Regions from separate parts of the Mus musculus genome. Here regions 1 and 2 are each linked to region 3. The links are chromatin contacts, called in public promoter capture Hi-C maps. All regions are on one chromosome and are shown on one strand. Each heading gives the region's core, a stretch centred on a gene start, on an enhancer-like site or on the middle of the called end of the contact. The rest is flanking DNA. Distances are from core to core; before and after follow the strand shown.

What was found. Promoter capture Hi-C pulls out the DNA fragments that hold promoters and counts their contacts. Capture Hi-C pulls out chosen DNA fragments and counts their contacts.
Region 1: a promoter capture Hi-C map of pre-B cells shows a contact between it and region 3, with 3 times the contacts expected there. The contact joins the promoter of Itprid2 here to the promoter of Fkbp7 in region 3. A contact is called at or near these places in 2 of 39 promoter capture datasets (liver and pre-B cells), 1 of 484 Hi-C or Micro-C datasets (CD4 T cells) and 2 of 9 other capture datasets (adipose tissue and liver).
Region 2: a contact with region 3 is called in a promoter capture Hi-C map of adipose tissue, with 3 times the contacts expected there. The contact joins the promoter of Atp5g3 here to the promoter of Fkbp7 in region 3.

Annotation. Positions count from the first base shown.
Region 1 is chr2:79,632,939-79,637,073 of GRCm38.p6, reverse strand. Itprid2 (ITPR interacting domain containing 2) reads right to left here and starts at 1,649. Exons shown (of 18, transcript NM_080558.4): 1 at 1,330-1,649; 2 at 996-1,041. The coding sequence starts at 1,534. It overlaps Gm46751 (a long non-coding RNA gene), which reads left to right and starts at 2,012. Exons shown (of 2, transcript XR_001783386.2): 1 at 2,012-2,092.
Region 2 is chr2:73,909,435-73,913,184 of GRCm38.p6, reverse strand. It overlaps Atp5g3 (ATP synthase, H+ transporting, mitochondrial F0 complex, subunit C3 (subunit 9)), which reads left to right and starts at 1,859. Exons shown (of 5, transcript NM_175015.3): 1 at 1,859-1,933; 2 at 2,125-2,230; 3 at 3,244-3,321. The coding sequence starts at 2,192.
Region 3 is chr2:76,671,193-76,675,325 of GRCm38.p6, reverse strand. It overlaps Fkbp7 (FK506 binding protein 7), which reads left to right and starts at 2,228. Exons shown (of 4, transcript NM_010222.2): 1 at 2,228-2,520; 2 at 3,478-3,629. The coding sequence starts at 2,312. It overlaps Plekha3 (pleckstrin homology domain-containing, family A (phosphoinositide binding specific) member 3), which reads right to left and starts at 11. Exons shown (of 8, transcript NM_031256.3): 1 at 1-11.

The sequences.
Region 1 (4,135 bases), core at 400-2,899, 3.0 Mb before region 3:
TCTTTAAAAGGAATGCCTATACATCCCATAATATTTCAGACGAGTCTATGATGCCTAAGTAAAATTCTGCAGCTAACAATCAGTATGGCTCCAGTTATGAACTAAGACAGAGACAGCTATTGGTCTTTACAGGGAAAAAAAAAAAAAATAATTCCATATGTGAGTAGCTTTCAAAAAGAAACAGAAAAAAAAAAAAAAACCAACAACCAAATAATCCCTAGGATAAACATAATTTGCGAAAACAATAATATGCCCAGAAGCAAATGCCAACCAAAGTTTAAAAGTTATAGTCTTCACACACAAGGTTTTTCAAAGAGCAAATAAACTGGGGGAAAAAATAGAAGTAAAACACATTTTACTTTAGTCAAATTTACTTGTAATAAAACCCATCTCCTCTGTATTTTATCAAACATTTTTGTGCAGGTTGCCAAAGTATGTAACTAAACAGACTCATAAAGTATGAATGCCTTCAAAGCTCCATTTCCTTCTGCGAATTCCAATGCCATCTGACAAAACCCTGTCCCAGGACTTAAACTCCAAGGAGCAAGTTGGCTAGTTTTAATAGGTCCCCAGAGAGACCTAAGGCACACAACACAAATTAAACCCCAGTTAGTGTAGCTAAGTAAATTAAACTCGTCTATAACACGTTTGAAAGGAAAATGATTCTATGCCAGATATGCAGATGCCAAAATAAAGAAAAATAAAAGGTTCTGTGAAACATCAAAATTATTTCAAGAGAAAGCACGACCAGCCAAAGTAGCATCACTGTGACCTGTTTTAGTTTCTGATCTGCTGCTGACATCATGCCCGGACTGCTGAAGTCGTCAACTCGGTCACCAAATAATCAGCGGCCACAGCACTTCCAGTTCTAATCGCTTCTAGAAGGAAGCTATCGGCCGGCTCACTTTCCGGTTCCTAGCTTACAGTGACCACGGGACCCAGAGACGAAGTCGAACCCCCTCGCTTCTCCCCCAGGCAACCCCCGCTTTACTTACCGGCAGTCTTTGAGCCATATCGCGATCTTCTCGTTGGGCACGTTTCCTGCGGGAGTAGAGCGAAGGGACAGCTCGTTAAAGACCCCAAACATAAGTACTCAGAGGCTGTGCCATCCTGACACTCCCTTGCAGGAGAATCTGCCCTGGCAACCCGTAGCCTCCGAGAGCCTTCCCGGCGCCCGACCCAGGGGAGCCAGCCGGCAGCCAGGTGCACATGCTGGAGCTGAAGCGCGGGTCACGCGCGCATTTAAAGTTCGGGGGCGTCCGGTCCCCGCGCCCGGTGGCACGGAGCACGCCACCTCCCTGATCGCACGTCCCTGTCCCGCGCACCGACCTCGCCCCGCGGGTGCCGGCAGCTTCGTGCCTGGGAGGTCCTCCTCGTCGTCCTCGTCCTCGTCCTGCGTCGTCGTCTCTGTGGACAGATCCTCGGTCTCCGACGCCTGCCAGGAGCTGCGGCACTTGGCCCAGGCCTTCCTCCTGCGACTCGCCACTTGCCACTCCAGTTCCTCCTCCGCCTCCGCCGACAGGGGTCGGTTCATGGCCGCGCCGGGGGCTCCGCGGGCCCAGCCCGAGCCTGCGCGGGACACAGCGGCGGCTGCGGGGACCCCCGCCGCTGCTGTCAGCGCCCAGCCGGGCAGGGGGCCCGGGGGAGCCAGAGCGGGCGCCGCAGGAGGAGGGGACAGGGAGGGGGGGAGGGAAGGAAGGGAGGGAGGGGCGGAGGGCCGGCGCTTCACGTGAACCCGGCCTGGCGGGGCGCAGGAGCGCGAGTGGCTCCGGCAAGCCGGGTAGGCGCCGAGCGCCCGCCCGGCCCGGTCCCGCCTACTCTAAGACCCCGCCCTGCCCCCTTTCTAGCCACGCCCCCGCTAATGCACAGTCCAGCCTCTCGCAGCTGTGCGCCACGCCCACGACGGAGGCCACGCCCTCTTCCGGTGGCGGTCTTGCCGGGAGGTGAGGACGAGAGTTGGGGCGGGGCACGTCCTGACGGGCTAGGAGCCGAACCGCCCCTTCGCGGTGGCCTCAGGAAAGAGCCAGATTTGTTTGTTTGTTTGCTTTACAGCTTTTCCTTCTCTCAACTCCTCTCTCGTCCAGAAATAGAGGTAAAGTGCCAAGGCCAAGTCTCATAAAACGCCCCCGCGTGCAAACAAGTGACTGGGCTGCTGAGACTTAATCAGTGTAGGATGCCTACAGGATTGGGCAAGGATGAAAGAGACGTGAGATTGTACTGTCAGCTTGTCAAAGCTTACCTTGGTGTTGCTCGCACATTTTGAGAAACCTGTGTGTCCTGGTTATGTGAGGTATGAAAATCCAGTGAGAAAAAAGTGGGTATGTCACATTGAAGCTGCAGACAAAAAAAAAAAAAAAAGGAAGTGAAGAAAGCGACCTGGGAGTATAAAGAAAGCTAACTGCTTGGATTTGGGACTTAGAAGATGTAACAAGAAGCAGGTCATGCCAAGCTTCTGAAACAATTCTTAAATCCCAGCTTCCTCCGTCCCCTTTATCATACTTGTATTTCCTATGAGGAAAAAAAGATTAAAATTCTATCCAGATTGAGACAAAGTGTTACATATCAAACAGTGAATGTCCTAAACCATCTACAGACAATATAGAAAGCTTCCAACATTTTATTGAACTCTGCAAGCAAAGTGAGAATAGTTTTTTGCTTTGGTCTATTTTTATGCTTTTTCTTGACTAAAAAGGACATTTTTACATAAATAATATTTTAAGGAAGAAATTTTCCACTTGAAATAGATATTTGCAGTTCATAAAAGTCCAAGTTAAGTGTGCATTCATAAATGAAGGAAATAGTTTTTGGAACACAGAATGTAGTGTCCTTGAGATGAGATGGAACCTAGTTTCTTGTGCAGGCCTTTGCACATAATCTATTCATCTTTAAAGTAGCACAGGGACCTTCCTGTCTTTGGTCCTTACTTCTTTCTAGCATGGTCCATATGTTTGATAGTTCCCAATATATCATTAATCATTGATAGAAACAACAACTCCTGATGGTTTATCAATATCCCCAAGACCAATTCCAAAATCCAAGCTGGCTTCCCGGAGCCATCCCAGCATTATCATGGCCCTCCTGCACTTACAGTGAACTGTAAGGGGAGCTACAAGGATGGTACCAGCAACTCAGTGACTTGACCTTTCACTGGTAAGGGATCATTTAGTTATTAATATGTCTTAGACTTTCAGGAGCTCTATATTAAGGATGAAGGTACCTCTTTCATATCCTTCCAATGCAGCTGCCTGTGGAATATGAGACAGATGAAAAGAAAGTGCCTAAAGAAGTGTTGGTGTGGTTGGTCAAAGGCTGTAGAGGACACTGGCTCCAGTAGTTTTATCCAGGGCCCTGTTGGATTCTGTCCCATCCATTTGCTGTCTCCAACTTCCACTCTGACACATCCATGTGCTGTGGCTGGTTCTCTGTCCTTGCTTTTTAAATCATTCCTGTTCTGTCTACTGCCTGCATGAACCAGCTGATCCGGGATGTCTTCACTCTGTGGCTCCCCCAGTCATGATCACATCCTATTTACAGTTCCTTGATGTACAACAGAATGTACACGCTGTTCATTGAGGGGAATGGATTAAGCAGTAAATAATATGATCAGATCCAGACAATATGTTTAGTTTACCAGCCACTTTGTAAACATGAGAGATTATGGACCATATTTTCATATCTTTCATGTATCCACAATACAATGCTGAGTCTACATAGAATACTGCCTACTCTTGAGGCAAGATGTCCGTTGCTATTGTTCTTCTTTAAATGAGACAAACTCGGGTTTTGTCTGCTTTGCGTTTTTTCTCCAATGCTTATTTTTTTTTAATTAGCTTTGCTTGTACTTTTAGAGAACAAAGAATTCTGGGGAAAGGCAGTAATGAAGTATGGCTTCTAATTTATAGGTCATTCAATCACAGTCAAAGAAAAAGGGAAGTAAGCCCAGAAAGTATAATTAGAGTATAGCAACTATAAACTCTGAATTAAGAATATTGTCTCATTTGTTGATGCTTATGAAGAAGAGAAATATAGTTATATTAATGGACAATTTAACCTAACAAGGTAGAGTGGAAAGAGGAAGGCTTTTGGTATCAGACTAAAGTTGAATGTTTTCCTTCTATTTTTACACATAACTGAT
Region 2 (3,750 bases), core at 610-3,109, 2.8 Mb after region 3:
AAGAGCACCACTGTCTGCTCTTCCAGAGGCCCTGAGTTCAACTCCCAGCAACCACATGGTATATCTGAAATCAGCTACAGTGTGTTCATATACATTAAAGAAATAATAAAAAAAGAAAAGCAGGAGTATGCTGTGAGATGCCTCAGTGGGTCAAGGTGCTTGCTTGGCCCTACACCTGTCGACCTGAATTCAATCCCTGGAATCCGCATGGTGAGGACAGAGCCCTGGCTCCCTCAATCTGTTCTCTGACCTTTGCATGCACACTGTGGCATATGCACCTATACACACATCTGTCTGCCCTCACATATGCACAGAATAAATAAATAAATGTAATGAACTAAAAGAAACAGCAGCTAGTTACAATGAGACAAATAATGCAGGACTTAGATGAAGGATCTAGAATAGTCAAGTTCAAAACAAAAACAATGGTGATTTTCTGAGGCTGGAGAAAATGCTATGGTTAAAACAAACAGACTGAGCAAGTTATAATTTTATATCTAAAAACATATCATATATACATACAACTAAATATGTATATAAAACTAAAGAAAAAGAGGCCTCAGATTTGAAAAGTCAAGAAGTGTCTAGGAGGAGGAGGGGGGAGGAAATGGGAGGGAGTGGTGTTTGAATAAAAAATTGGCCCCCACGGGTCCATAGGGAATGGCACCGTTAGGAGGTGTGGCCTTGTTGGAGGAAGTGTGTAACTGGGGGGGGGGGGGGTGCAGGCTTTGAGGTTTCAGAAGCATAAGGCAAGCATAATGGCTAACAGTGGTCTCTTCTGGCTGCCTGCCTTCTTCCTTCAGCTATTCTCAGCTCTGTCTCCAGCACCGTGTCTGCCTGAACACTGCCATGCTTCCTGCCATGCTGAAAATGGACTAAACCTCTGAAACTGTAAGCCAGCCCCAATTAAATGTTTGTTTGTTTGTTTCTAAGAGTTGCGGTAGTCGTGGTGTCTCTTCACAGCATTAAAACCCTAAAACAGGGGAGAACCTATGAGATTATATTATCTCAAAAAAACTATTTTAAAAAAATCAATAAGAAGACCAGACGTTGAACTACAGCCATTTATCTGAGACATTTCTGCATCCATCTGGTTTGTTCAAAGTTATCAGAACTGGGTGCTGAATAGATTTTGAAAACTATTCAGGCACTTTTTTAGTCCGAAATGATGATACATTATTATCTCTTAATTCTCCCAGTTATAATGGTGGAAGGCAGCAGAACACAGTGGTACATGGCTTTAATGTCAGCACTTGGAAAACAGAGGCAGGAGGATTTCTGTGAGTTGAAGGCTAGCCTAGTCTACAGAGTTGCAAAGCTCTTGAACCGTCATTTGTTCTTCCCAGGACTTCTAGGTAGGTCTTCTGAGAAAAGATTTGTCGTCTTAAACAAAAGCAAACAAACAAACAAACAAAAAACCCTGTTTTAGAGTCTTACAAAGAAATAATCCCGCTGGAGTTGGTTATGAAGAAGCTAACTACTTGGAAGGGTGAAAGTGGACGATCAAGGTTCTCCCTAACTTACATACTGAGCTCAAGGCCTGCCTGAGCAACTCACCCTGTTTGAAATAAAAGCCAAATCAGGGTCGGCTTGTAGCTCCCTGGGAGAACCCCTGCCTGGCACGTGCAAGGAGCGAGGCTCAGTCTGCGATAGCGACAACAACTAAAAATTATCTGCACCGTTAGTAACACTAACAAAGCCAAGAGTCGTCTTCAGTGTGCTTTTCATTTCACTGGCCGCCAGCCGGTCACGGAGGGGGCCTGTCATTGTCCTCCTCTGAGAGTTACCAATAAAGTTGTTACAAAGTGACCTTGAGCGTCTTCCCCCGCCTTCTCCATCCGGGTGCTGCGGCGCGGATAAGAGCCGCACCGCGCTTGCGCGCCCAGCCCCACTGCTTCGACCTCTGCCGCCGCCACTGCCGCCGCCTCGGGAGGTAAGCGAAGGTAAACGGAGGGCGCGGGGCCCGGGCCGGGGCGGAGCGGGTCTCCCGGCCCTGTCCACCGGGCTTGCGCTTCCCGGGCACGCGGCCACGCTGACCGCCTGCGCGGGGCCCCTCGGGGCCGGGGTGGCAAGGACAGGCCCCTGGGGGGGACACTTGACCTTAAGCCTCTTTTCGCTCCGCAGAGAGGAAGCGGGAGAGGAGCCCACGTCGCCTGTCACCTAGATCCACGCCGCGCCGCCAGGAAGAAAGATGTTCGCCTGCGCCAAGCTCGCCCGCACCCCCGCTCTGGTGCGTAACCCGGGCCTCGGCCCAGCATTCACGCCGAGGGACCGGCTCTCCTTCACCCTTGCCCCGATGTCCTCTCCTCCCTCCCTCCCTCCCAACCCTGGGGCCCGCAGACAGTTCCCGGCCATGTGTCCCCCCCGAGGCCTAGCTGACAGGCCTTCTGGGCGTAGGTCACAGCCTCCTTGCTCGTGGAGCGCGCCCCTCCCCCACCGCCCGGTCCCTATGGAGTTGGGGTCGACGCGAAGGTCGGGGTGCTGAGAAGTCAGGAAGGGGCAGCTGAGGCCTAGTTGCCTGCACAGCGTTTCCCGTGCGCGTCTGTAGGTCAAACTCGCCGCTGCAGAGGGAGGGACTTTGCTTCCTTGTGTGGGCGGAGAAAGGTGTTGGGGAGCCCCGAAGCTTGCTTTTTTGGAGGCTTTAAGTGAAGTCTGAATCTAAAAGATTTGTGCTAGAGAATCGGGTCCTGGTTCTGGAGGGATTTTCTGTGACCTTAGTGTCCGTGGACACTCAAGGGCAGAGAAGCCAGACTGCCAGATGTCCTTATAGTGAGAGTATTGCAACGGCTGTTAAGCTGACATCAAAATGCTTAACTCTATAGTAAATTTAGAATTAGTGGGTATTTAGGAATCCTTTGAAAATTGTAGGAGCTTCATTAGCTGCTGGACTGTTGTAAATGATCAAAATCATAGCGACACCCTTATGAGCCCACATAACTTACTTGAATTTACAGCACTACAGTTACTGAAACTTCCACAACACTCAGTCACTTGGTAACTAATTGGTCTTAGGATTTTTGTTTACAGATAGATTAAATAGAACATTCCATGGTTCATTAGCATAAAATTTTAGGTTGGCTTTGTGTATGCACAATGACCAAAGGCCATGCTAATTGCAGAGATAATAAATCTGTTCGTTCTCTTCTGCTTTCTCCTTTAGAGTTTAAAGTTGCACAAGAGGTCACTGAAGACTAATGTGTACTCTTTAGTACTTGAAATTCTTTCTTTTCCTTCCATTAATAGATCCGAGCTGGATCCAGAGTTGCATATAGACCAATTTCTGCATCAGTGTTATCTCGGCCAGAGACTAGGACTGGAGAGGTGAGTATTAATAACAGAAATTAGGAAACACTGTCAATAAGTCTTACAGAGTTGTTATCATGAAGGGGTGTATTAATGGGTGGTTTCTTTCCAGTTTTATTAAATAATACATAGAAGGTGAGCCACTGAGAGGAACTTTTGGCCAGCACAACCTTCTGAATTAGCAAATAAATATTTTAGGCTGTATTTATAGTTTTGAGTTATCTGTGTTTAAAATAGCCACGGTTATCCAAAAAAGCCTGCTTTGTTGAAAAGCATATTCATTATTCTGTTTTATACTTTTAAAAATCCTAAGAGGTATAGGTCTTGTTAACTATCTTATACGAGATAAGAATTATATCAAGCTCTTGGTTTTCTTTTTCCTTGAGCCATACAATTATTTATTCATACCAAGCTATAGTATAAAGAAGTTACTGGTTTTGGCACTAT
Region 3 (4,133 bases), core at 979-3,478:
CCTCGGGCTTCCCGGCTTGTTTTCATTGACCCCGACGTCGCTTTCACTTCCTGGATGAAAGGGGCCGGCTCGGCCCACGAAACCCCTCCCCGGCGGCGGGGCTGCGGGACGGCCGCGTGCCCGAGGCTGCGCCGCGCGCCCTCGTGGGGCGGCTCCGCGGTCCCCCGCTCCCCGGCTGCCCCGCATCCGGACATCTCCAGTCCGCAGCAGACCAACTCCCGGGGCATCCTGCACAAGGCGGCTGCCGAAGGCCTCGCCTCCTTCGGATCTTTTTCAATAAAATCAAGGGTTGCTCATTTCTTGGAGCTTCCAGTGCTCACACTCCGGGGAAGTAGGAAGTTACCTCCTAGGAAAAGCTGGAGCAATGGCAAGGCCCTGTAATCCCAGCACTCTAGAGGCTGAGGCAGGAAGGACCAAAGGCCAGCCTGGGCTACATCCTTCTTTTAAGAAAGTAGTATGCAGGCCAGAGAGGTCCTCCAACAAGGTCTTATGGAACTAGGGTTGGCAAGATAGCTTTCCAAGTAAAGCGCTTGCCTCCGGGAGCTTGACCAGTACTGTCCTGGGGGCCTCACACAGTGGAAGGAAAGAACCTCATTTACACATGGGCCATGTTACACGCATCCCCCCCCCGGCCCCCCCCCCACACACACACACATTTTTTTTTCTTTTAATGTCATACATCACGATGTATGCCTTTAATACCAGCATTTAGGAAGCAGAGGAAGGCAGATGAGTTCTGTTAGTTCCAAGCCTGCCTGGTCTACGCAGTGACTTCTAGGCCAGACAGACCCCCCTTCTCTCTCTCTCTCTTTCTCTCTCTCTCTCTCTCTCTCTCTCTCTCACACACACACACACACACACACACACAGGAAAGAAGAGGTTAAGAAGAAAAATGTTAAGAAGGTATCGTGCATCCTATTTTTGTTTTGTTTTTAAAAGGATTTCTCTTAATTTTTTTTTAATCTCACTTGGAAGGGCGTCCTTACACACTTGACAACTTTTAGATTTAGAAAGTTTTGCAAATTCCAATTACTTTGCATAAAGCAGAGTCAGTATTGAGGTAGTGAAATCCCTGGCTTATCCTTCCAGGAAGGCTGACTGAATAGGGTGATCGGGATGTCCACTTGGGGAATCGACGAGCTGAATATTCAACAAATCACATAGAGTTCAGTAATGATAGTTCAACTGTGGAGGGCATCTGACACTTACCATAAAATTCGAGTTTTGTGTTGTTTGAAAGGTTTATCATACTAAAAGGATAAGGGGGATATATCAAGAGACTGGACTAATCTCTGTTGTCTATTAGCCAGCTGTGAAATTGGAACAAAATGTTCAATAGTCAGTTTTCCTGTCTGATGTGAATGAATTCTCATGGGAGAAAAAAAAAAAAAAAAAGCTTTTCTCTGCTAAAGGCCTTCACCTCAAGGGCGGCCTCAAGAGGTTAGGGACAGAAACACAAGTTATCTTTTGCAATGCCGGGCATGGGCTGCTGAAGCCCTGGAGACACTCCACTGTGTGTTCTGAGAGTCTCCTGGCTGCATGCGGTAGACATGGCCTGGAGTCTTTTTTCGCAGTACTCCAACTACCATATCCCCCCCTCCAAAAATATCCTTCAAGGACTTCCACAAATATCCAGAGAAGAGCAGCCAACCTATATTGTCAAGAACCTATTCTTCCAAAAATGTCTGCATCCACTGTGCCTGTCAAGTCCGTAGGGGCCTTAGAAGCCTGTGATTAGAAAGAATAACGACTAGAATATCCCACCGTGACCTGTTTGCATTTTGTATCAATTTCTTGGCCCAACATTTTAATATTTTAAAAATACTGTATTTAGGATCCTACAGCTATCTATTCTTTTTCTATGGCCAAATGGGTCAGTGTAGCATTTAAAAATTTAAAACCAAGCCATTCAAGCAATCCGTTAGCAGAGGCAGTGTTGGAGAGGCAAGATCAGGGCATCAAGTGGAGCCCATAAAATTTTGCAGCATCTCCTAAGTGCCTAGAAACGACCACCATAATGCCAGTTTTATTTCAGGAAACGCAAGTCTGACTACTGCAGGCGAAAGAAACCTGCGGACAGGGTGTGCGGTGCTATTCTAGCCAGAGTACAGCCAACCGGAGCACCCAACGGCCAAGACACACTCCAACCGGCGGCGATTTGCTGGTGCGAGAGGGGGCGGGGCCTCTCGTAGCCCCGCCTTGGACCTTTGTGACGTAGGACAATGCCTGCCACGCGTCCCAATTCAGTCTGATCAGCCTGCTGACACTCTGTGGGGCTTACACTGGGCCTGGGAGTGCTGCTTTGGGAAACATGAATCTCCTATTCAGACTAGCAGTTTTCCTTAGCCTGTGGTGTTGTTCCGATGCTCAGGGACAAACAAAAGAAGAAAGCACTGAGGAAGTGAAAATAGAAGTTTTGCACCGTCCAGAAAACTGCTCCAAAACAAGCAGGAAAGGAGACTTGCTAAATGCCCATTACGATGGCTACTTGGCTAAAGACGGCTCCAAATTCTACTGCAGGTAGGAGATGCTCCGTCCAGTTCAAGTTCAGTTGATAGACCACATCTTGCCCACTACCACCAGCAGCAGCAGCCAGAGCCTAACTGGTTGTTTTGTTTTAAGGTTTTTTGGTTTTGTTTTTTAACAGTAAATTAAGCCTTCATGCCGATTTAGATTAGAAGACATTCCCTAAACAAAACTGAATGTTTTTAGTTATTTGAAATGTAAGCGCAGTAAACTGACTGCAGACTCACTACGTCAGGCAGAGCACTGACCACCACCACTGTCCTTGGAACCCGGAAAACTAAATCTAGAGGCTTCTTGAAAAGATATTCACACTTTCTCCTTACCCAGAGCTGAAGTCTGATTCCAAACAGAGTGTATAAGAAAGCTACCGCGTTTCCTTCTGGACTTTGTGGGTCATTTTCTAAAACTCTGGTTATCACATCCATTCTCTCTGTTCCCTAGTCCGGTCTGACTGAATGCAGTCTGTTTAGCTGTACTGTTTCCCCTCAAAGACAGGCCAATCTTTCCAGTCTAGCAATTCTTTCCAATTTAGAGGAAAACTTATTCTTCCAACGTAGAAGAGAAATTTGACAGGATGCTATTTTTCAGTCGTTCTTAAAATGAAATTTAGGGCTCAGCCTGCCCCTTTGGTTTGGGAAACAAACCCAGAGAAGGTAAATGAGTCATTTTGTTCAAGCCATCCAGCTAGTTAGAGGCAGGAGACCCATTTTTAAAAGTGAACCATTGAGTAGTTTTTGTAAGGACGGCAAAAATCAGAAATCAGAATGTTTTCCAATGATATGCTCTGCCAATTTATGGGGAAGTTTGATCCAAACAATTCGCAAAGGACAGAGTTCTGAAGGGTGCAATGTGGGGAAAGAGATTCCAGTCTTAAGTAACAAGTGCCTGAGCTGTATTTAAGTTTCCTTTATGAGATGGTCTTACTTACACACTAAGTATGGTTTCTCATAGCCGGACACAAGATGAAGGCCACCCCAAATGGTTTGTTCTTGGTGTCGGACATGTCATAAAGGGGCTGGACATTGCTATGATGGACATGTGCCCTGGGGAAAAGAGAAAGGTGATTATACCGCCTTCGTTTGCATATGGAAAAGAAGGCTACGGTAAGTTGTGGGTTTTTTTTTTTGCTGTATCTTTTAGTAGCTTTAAAAAAGATAAGTCGTTTATAAAAAAAATCAAAACAAATCTGTATATTCTTTAAAAATGGAAGTAAGTCTCAAAGAGATATTTGCATATCTATGTTCTCAGTAACAGCACAGTCCACAAGAAGCAAGATGTGGAAGAAACCCAAGAGTCCAGAGATGGGAGAGCAAATAAAACAATGGGTATAGGGCACACAGTGAAATATTACATAGGCTTTCAAAAGAGTGAAATTCTGACTCATGCTACAGTGTAGATGAACCTTAAAGACTAATCCGCTAAGTGAAAGACGCCAGACACAAAAAAATATCAATACTGTAGGATTGCAATTATATGAAGTATCTATAATAGTCAAGCCAGCAGACACAAAAGCAGAGGGTGGTTACCTGGGACTAAAGGAGAGATGTTGAATAGCATAGTGTTTCAGTGATCAAGATAAGAGTTCTAGATGTAGATTGCACTGTAAC